2 separate regions of the Xenopus laevis genome follow, and region 1 is linked to region 2. A link is a contact called in public Hi-C data. All regions are on one chromosome and are shown on one strand. Each heading gives the region's core, a stretch centred on a gene start, on an enhancer-like site or on the middle of the called end of the contact. The rest is flanking DNA. Distances are from core to core; before and after follow the strand shown. Region 1 overlaps frmd4b.S (FERM domain-containing protein 4B). Region 2 has its middle 28 kb from the start of mitf.S.

Region 1 (3,923 bases), core at 204-2,703, 190 kb before region 2:
CAAATGGCCAATCACAGCCCTTATTTGGCACCCCAGGGACATTTTTCATGCTTGTGTTGCTCCCCGACTCCTTTTACTTCTGAAGTCTTGGAAGTTATCTGTATGTATATATGAGCCCCTGCCTACCCCCAGCTGCTGCTTGTTTATCAGACTTACAGATAAGGAGGAGTTTATTATACAGGGAAGGGTAAATGAAATAGCTGCCTGCTCCTTCTTCCACAATTGCCCTGAAAAGATCCCCATACACTGGCCAGCACTGGTGACTCCAGATTGAGTCTGGCTTCCCTCTGGTTGGGGATCAGTCAAATTTAGCTTAAACTAAAAGTACTTTTAATCTTACTGTTCTGCCCTGGGAATGATACAGAAATCACATCTGTGCCCCATGACATGCGAGATATCAAACCTCTCTATGAATTCACAGATGCTCCGCACAATCTTTGTTTATGTATTGAAGCAGAATGGGGGAATACTGCATCTGTAAACATGAACTGCAGCCCTAGGACATAGAATAAAGCATCAGGAATGCTGGTTAAGTATTGCCATGAATAGCTACGGCTTATACTATGTCCACGTAGGGCCAGTCTCATTACTATACCAGCTCTGCAAAAAAGCATCAGAAGCATTTTTATTTTCAAGGTTGGATTGGGCAGGTGGGACACCGGGGAAAAACCTGGTGGGCCCCTCCAGCCCGATCCCCATAGGCACTCCCCCAGGCCGCTGATCTCCCTTCTGGTGGCCCCTGTAGGGGGTGTTGGGGTGCAGCAGGGGCCCCTGGGGCCACCGTGGATCCTGCACCCATCAGTTCTTCCCTTTTAAAGTCTTTTACTACAGTATACATATACCGGTACATAGGAAGCTACCCGCTCATACATGGCAGCTCCCACTCATATGAAAAAATACAAACATACAGAGACTGAATAGTCCCTGCCTATGATAATCTGGCCTATCTTAATAAACAGGACAGGCTCTCATAAGATTTGGGTTAACCTGTTACAGACGGGGTGGGTTCGGCACACGGGGCTCATTTTGCAATGGAAAGTTGAATATACATAGAAACTGGGAATAAGTCAAGTTATTTATGGCTATTTGCTGCTACTCACAGTTCAGCTTCAGTCTGGCTTGAGAGATCTGAGTCACTTGCAAATTGCTGGCGTGTGTAGGTGGAAAGCAGGGTTTCTTATGGGGCAACAAAAGCCAAATTCACTGGGCGGTGCCAGGCTAAGAATCAGCTATGCACTCAAGAAATGTCCCTTTTTTAGAAGGGGATCATATTGGGGTCTCACACCCATAGTAAGGAATCTCTGGTCTATATCCTAAGGGTGTATATGAAGTTATCTGGAGGCAGTAGTTCTGCACTTGGTTCTCATACCAGACTCCTACTGACTGCAGGACTGACTGCATTGTTGCCTTTCAGCCGTGTCCAAACTACGTGTCCATGGAGCTCACAAACACTGTCATTTAGGGACAGGCCGACCCCACCAGACTGTGAGGCGCCATTAGGGCTGTAAAGGGGCGGTTCACCTTTAAACACTTTTTTTCAGTTCAGTTGGTTTCAGATTGTTCACCAGATATAAAGAATTTTCCCAATTACTTTCTACTTTCTATTTGTGACCGGTTTACTAATATTAAAGTGTAAAGTACAATTTTTCACCTTCTAAAGCAACTCTGGGAGGAGGGGGGGGGTCGCCGACTCTTTAACTGTTCTAAATTGATACATTTAGTTGATACATTTCTTATCTTTGTCCCTGCTGAGCAGAATCCCTGAGTTTCAATATAGGCAGCTGTTAGAATTGATACTATAGTTGCTAATACTTCAGAGATGCTGCTGAGAAATGGATCAACTAATTGTATCAACTTAATGGAGCAAATTATAACAGTTCAGATGCTCCTGGTCGAGTCCTGCAGTGGGTCGGGTGACTGCGGGTTACCCGCGAAAACTTGCAGTGCCCTGCGTGTAGATGTTCGGGGTGCGGGTATAGACGCGGGTCACGGGTCGGGCTGCGGGTCTTCTCAATAGAGATTTTTACTCCTTTTTTCAGATAACGCCTACTTCTGATGATGTCCGGTTTACAATGACAGCACTTCCTGATGGTCACTGGGTCCGGGTTGCGGATAAGGTACTTGAGGGTCGGGCAGCGGGTGGTAAGAATGCGGGTTGCGGGTCCGGGTTGCAGATTACAGGTTGCGGGTACGGGTTCCAAAAAATGAACCTGCGCTGGACTCTAGCTCCTGGATCACTGAGCTGCCAGACTGAAACACTACAGACACCAACATTAAATTTAAAACGTACATTTTGGGGAAACCGGTAAAAAATAAAAGACGGAAAGCAATTGAAAAAAAGTCTTTGTTTATGGAGAAAACTGAAAAAAGTGTTTGGAAGGTGAACAACCCCTTTACGTTAACTTTTAGTATGTTATAGAATGGCCAACTATTCAATTGGTCTTCATTATTCATTAGTTGTAGCTTTAAAATTATTTCTTCTTCTGACTCTTTCCAGCTTTCAAATGGGGGTCACTGACCCCATCTAATCAACAAATACTCTGTAAGGCTACACATGTATTGTTATTGCTGCTTTTTATTACTCATCTTTCTGTTGAGCCCCCTCTCCTATTCATACTCCAGTCTCTTATTCAAATCAATGCATGGTTGCTAGGGCAATTAGGAACCTAGCAACCCGAGTGCTAAAACTGCAAAATGGAGAACTGCTGAATAAAAAGCTAAATAATTTAAAAACCACAAATAATTAAAAAAGACCAATTGCAAATTGTCTCAGAATATCACTCTCTACATCATACTAAATGTTAACTCAAAGGTGAACGACCCCTCTATTGGTCCACGGCAGCAAAAGGAGGTACCCCTAAGGGACCTACATTCTCACCAAAGAGCATATGTGATGAACCCAAGTCTTCTTATGTTGTTACTCGAAAGCAGTGATCAAATCACCTTGTGAAATGGGCAGTAACCATGAACTGATGACATTTACACAGCTTGGCCAAAAGCTAGAGAAATTGGCAGTTGTGGAGTCAGCTGACGAGATATGGATCACTGCAACTGGGGCTGATCTAGCCTTCCCTCCTTAAAAATATCCCCTTCAGGTGGGACACACAACGGCTCCATTGTTAACAACTTTTTTTTTACCCTCTTAGTTTAGTTCTTGGAGACTGACCGAGCCTTTTCCAAAGCAATGCAGCTATTTATTTAAAGGGATCCTGTCATCGGAAAACATGTTTTTTTCAAAACGCATCAGTTAATAGTGCTACTCTACCAGAATTCTGCACTGAAATCCATTTCTCAAAAGAGCAAACAGATTTTTTTATATTTAATTTTGAAATCTGACATGGGGCTAGACATATTGTCAATTTCCCAGCTGCCCCTGGTCATGTGACTTGTGCCTGCACTTTAGGAGAGAAATGCTTTCTGGCAGTTTCTGCTGTTTTTTCTTCTCAATGTAACTGAATGTGTCTCAGTGGGACATGGGTTTTTACTATTGAGTGTTGTTCTTAGATCTACCAGGCAGCTGTTATCTTGTGTTAGGGAGCTGCTATCTGGTTACCTTCCCATTGTTCTGTTGTTTAGCTGCTGGGGGGGAAAGGGAGGGGGTGATATCACTCCAACTTGCAGTACAGCAGTAAAGAGTGATTGAAGTTTATCAGAGCACAAGTCACATGACTTGGGGCAGCTGGGAAATTGACAATATGTCTAGCCCCATGTCAGATTTCAAAATTGAATATAAAAAAATCTGTTTGCTCTTTTGAGAAATGGATTTCAGTGCAGAATTCTGCTGGAACAGCACTATTAACTGATTCATTTTGAAAAAAAAAATTTTTCTCATGACAGTATCCCTTTAAGATGAGGTGCACCCAAATAAACTAGATCACTCACTCCCGGAACACTGAACATACCAATGCAAGAACCGTTTTATT
Region 2 (4,006 bases), core at 593-3,092:
TATAAACTTTATATAAACAGTAGTGAAAGAAATTGGGCAATATAATACACAATGCCCTCCTGCACTGGGGACATGTGGGACCTACCTATCTCACTATTAGGTACCTGACTGTTTCTCCAACACAGTCCTTTTTATTATTAAAGTCCCAATCCTCTGGAAGAGGTTATAACACACAGTTCAGTTCAATTGAAATGTCCCTTCCCCAGAGCTCTTATACCCCAGGTAGTGCTACCTTTCCCAAAAGTATCTCTCCCTTTAGAACTTAGCAGCAGATCCCACATAGCAGGCAAATGCACAAGACCTGTCCTCAAATTGGGGCCCCACACTTGTATCCGTGCCAGTATCCTCTCTTGTGTGGCTCACTCAACGGAGTGCTCTCAGAGGCAGTCACACTGGAGATTACAGGCAGCTCTGCAGCAGGATCAATCTCACTATTGACATCTTTCTACTTCTGAATCTCTAGCAGTTTGGCAGGGAACAGGATGGGCTCTCTGTACTTCCACAGCTGCAACAGCTTGGACAGTCTCACAAGAACTGGTTCTGGCTGGATGTTTCAGCATACCACCCCTGTTAAACTCTGTTGGAGACCCTGCACAAAATGGCTCCAAAATCAGGCACACCCTGTCTCCTAAGGATGCACTGGGACGCCCAGCCAATCGGACGGCTCTCCAGCCTGATGATGTCACAGACAGAAAAAAAGGAGAAGGATTTCTCTGATCCCCTACATTCCCCTCACAAAAGGATTAAGAAACTGGTTCCTCCTGGGTTCTCCTGGGGATCCTTTGAACAACCCAGTGCCACCCAGGCTGCCCAGTGGCTAATTGAATTGATGCCCTGCTGGTGATCCTTCCTGATTGCTTCACCATAGGGCAAGGGTGCCAAGTAGAAGGTGGGCTGCATCAATGGAGGGTGAGTGTCCTTCCACAATACTAATATCACATGTCCCCTAAGTATATAAAGCAAAACTGATAGTGGCAAACTTATAACTGTCTAAATATATTACAGTGATATATGCACATTTCTGTTTTACTTTTATGACACTCCCCCCCCCCCCCATTAGACATGAAAGATCCAGCAGTAACTGTGCAGCAAACACATCTGTGCTAAGTCTGTGACTCCCATGGAATCGCATGTAAAGATTCGGGAACAGAACTGCGCACAGGGCCAGGATTTTGGCTCCTGTGGGTTTAGTGCCATTAAATTCTCTGTATGAAGATTTCAATGCAGTGTCGGTTCATGTCATTCCCACTTGTATGAAATAGCGTCAAGCGACGTATTGAATGATCATTTATGATTGTAAGTGCAATTTATGCCTTTATTAAAGGTACTTGTGTCTTCTGTGTAGTTGTCTTGTGCACATCTGGTCCATCCTGCCTCTTCTAATGAATAGGGAGTAAGTGCAATTACTGACGCCGGGGAACAGGGCTGGACTGGAAGTAAAAAGCAGCCCTAGCAAAAAAAATCAAAGCAACCCTCATTTAAATGTGTGACATTGGCAGCCCCCCCCAAGTTAAAAAAAAAAAAAAAAACATTGGTCAGGGATTTAAAAAAAAAAAACAAACAAAAAAAAAACTGGGGTTCAGTAGAAACTTACCTTTTAAATTTGGCAGACAGTCTTCTTCCTCCTAGAAGACAGCAGCTTCTCCATTGTCCTCTGTAGCTTCGGCTCCATTTGGCTGCTTTGGCTCTTTTGGGCGCTTCATCTCCCATTTGTCGCTTCAGCTTCCATTTGGCAGCTTTAGCTTTTTATTCGGTGGCTCCTGGCTTTGCCGGCCCACTTAAATTTATCTGGTTCGGGCCTTTGCTTGACAGATTACCGGTCTGGGATTGCTGGGCAGGGTCGGGTCAGGCTGACTGTGTCACCCCCCTCACACATGTCCATGCACAATTGAGCATGCGTCCGTGTGTTATCAAAGAGCCTGCACAAACAGACGGAAATACACTTAACATGAGTAGGGAACAGGGGAGGTATGTGCCTGGGCCTACCCCAGTTCTGGCCCTGCCAGTATTGGACTGGGACACCAGGGACCCACCCAAAAACCTTAGACCAGGGGCCCACCCTCAGTACTATTATTCTTCCTCTCCTCACTCAACCTCTGTTTCTTTACATACTATAATCTACTATTCCATCTATTTAGCCTCTTTGTTATTATAGAAATAAAAAAAGAGGATAACCTGCGGGTTGCGGGTAGAAGTTTCGGTTCTGCGGGTGTGCGGGTCGCTAGTCTTCTCAATAGCGATTTTTACTCCCTTTTTCTGGTCACACCTACTTCTAATGATGTCACTTCCGTTTTACAATGACAGCACTTTCTGTTTCTTGTTGGTCAGCAGGTCGCGGATCGGGTTGCGGATAAGGTACTTTGGGTCTGGTCGGGTCACGGGTCCAAGCGGGTAAGAATGCGGCTTGCGGGTCGGGTTCGGATTTAATAAATTGATTCCGCACAGGACTCTACTGCAAATACCATGGAATTCTGGGGGAAATGCTGCATTGTGGGTAAGAAACATGTCCAAAATTGCACTTTGCACAAGGCACCTGGTAAAAAAGCTTTATATTGCACATTGGGCCTTATTCACATTTATAGGTGCGTTGGTGCTAGAGGTAAGAAAGACACATGCTGTATGTATAGTTGCACTGGACTAGCGCACAATTTACTGGTTATCAGTAATTACTGTGGAAGTTTTTGGGATAAAAATATATAGGAGAACCGTTTGTATCATTAACAAGTCAGGAGGAGGGGGGATCTATTGCCTGTATGAGTTTAAGGGCAGAGACACACACTGCTATTTTGGGAGATTATTCGCCCAGAGACAAATCGTTTCTTCTTCTGGCAACTAATATCCCAGAACTGCCTTCCCACCGGCTAGAATGTATGGCACTCAAAACACTTTGTTTCCCTAAGTCGCCCGAAGTTGCCTCGCGAGTAAACTTCGGGTGACTTTGGAAAGCTGTACTGATCTGAGTGCCATCCCGCCGGCGATTTACATTCTAGCCGGCGGGAAGGCAGTTCTGGGAGATTAGTCGCCTGACGAAGATGCGATTTGTCACTGGGCGAGTAATCTCCCGAAATAGCAGCGTGTGTCTCTGCTCTTAAATAAAAAGGTAAAAGTACCTGATCTCAGTCATTCCCTCTGTATACATACTGTATCTTTAATAAGAAGCAAGTTCTGCATTTATATGGAGATTGTATCAGATCTGGTTGGATCATTGCATAGACACTGGGGTGAATGGGCAGTGCCAACAGCCAATATACTGTCCATTAAAGTGCCCATTTATATTTGATGGGTATAACATATGGGAGAAGCCAGGAAGAGCGGTTACGTGCCTAGCGCTATAATGACGGCTATAAGCAGCACTTCCTCGGAGAAGATGAAGCCATAAATCAAGAGATCCCCATAAATAGAACTTACGCTTCTCCATGAAATTAACCCTGCAGGTGCCTGCAGTAGTTATACCTTATATAATAAACCTACAGTGCACTGGTTAAAGTCTTATCTAATGTAAGAAGAAAGAGCATGAAACAATGAAAGTTGGGAAAGAGGGTTAAATGGATCTATCCGTTATTTCTCAGGTTATTGATTCCATCATACTTTTGGTCACTGAGGTCCCCCTTATCAAATTGCCATCTTGACAAACTTGCAGTAAATTCTAAGGCTGAGGACACACGGAGCAGTGTTTCTTTTTTGCAGGCTGAAATCAGTGCATGGTTGCTAGGGTAATTGGGACCCTAGCAATCAGATCAATCAGCTGAAATTGCAAACTGGAGCGATGCAAAAAATGAAACCCAATTGCAAATGGTCTCAGAATATTATACTAAATGCTGATTTAAAGGTGAACAACCCCTTAAAGGTACAAATATTTTTTAAAAATTATCCTTTCTCCTCCTCCTCCTCCTATTTTATCCAGTGAATATAAATGAATAATTGTGACTATGCAAACCACATTTTTGTTTTAGATGGGGGTCGGTGACACCCCCCGATCTGAAAGCTGGAAAGAGTCAGAAGAATA

Evidence for each region. Hi-C and Micro-C count contacts between places; a contact is called where the count stands out from the background.
Region 1: a contact with region 2 is called in a Hi-C map of the XTC cell line, with 3 times the contacts expected there. The contact joins two enhancer-like sites. A contact is called at or near these places in 2 of 4 Hi-C or Micro-C datasets (the XL177 cell line and the XTC cell line).

The regions. Positions count from the first base shown.
Region 1 is chr4S:121,510,696-121,514,618 of Xenopus_laevis_v10.1, reverse strand. It overlaps frmd4b.S (FERM domain-containing protein 4B), which reads right to left. Exons shown (of 23, transcript XM_018261475.2): 23 at 3,900-3,923. Among protein-coding and RNA genes, the nearest start is that of LOC108715918, 19 kb to the left of the region's middle. Within about 2 kb of position 1,453, at least 2 of the 7 cell types and tissues checked have an H3K27ac peak or open chromatin away from gene starts, as enhancers often do.
Region 2 is chr4S:121,321,412-121,325,417 of Xenopus_laevis_v10.1, reverse strand. No RefSeq gene overlaps it. Among protein-coding and RNA genes, the nearest start is that of mitf.S, 28 kb to the right of the region's middle. Within about 2 kb of position 1,842, at least 1 of the 7 cell types and tissues checked has an H3K27ac peak or open chromatin away from gene starts, as enhancers often do.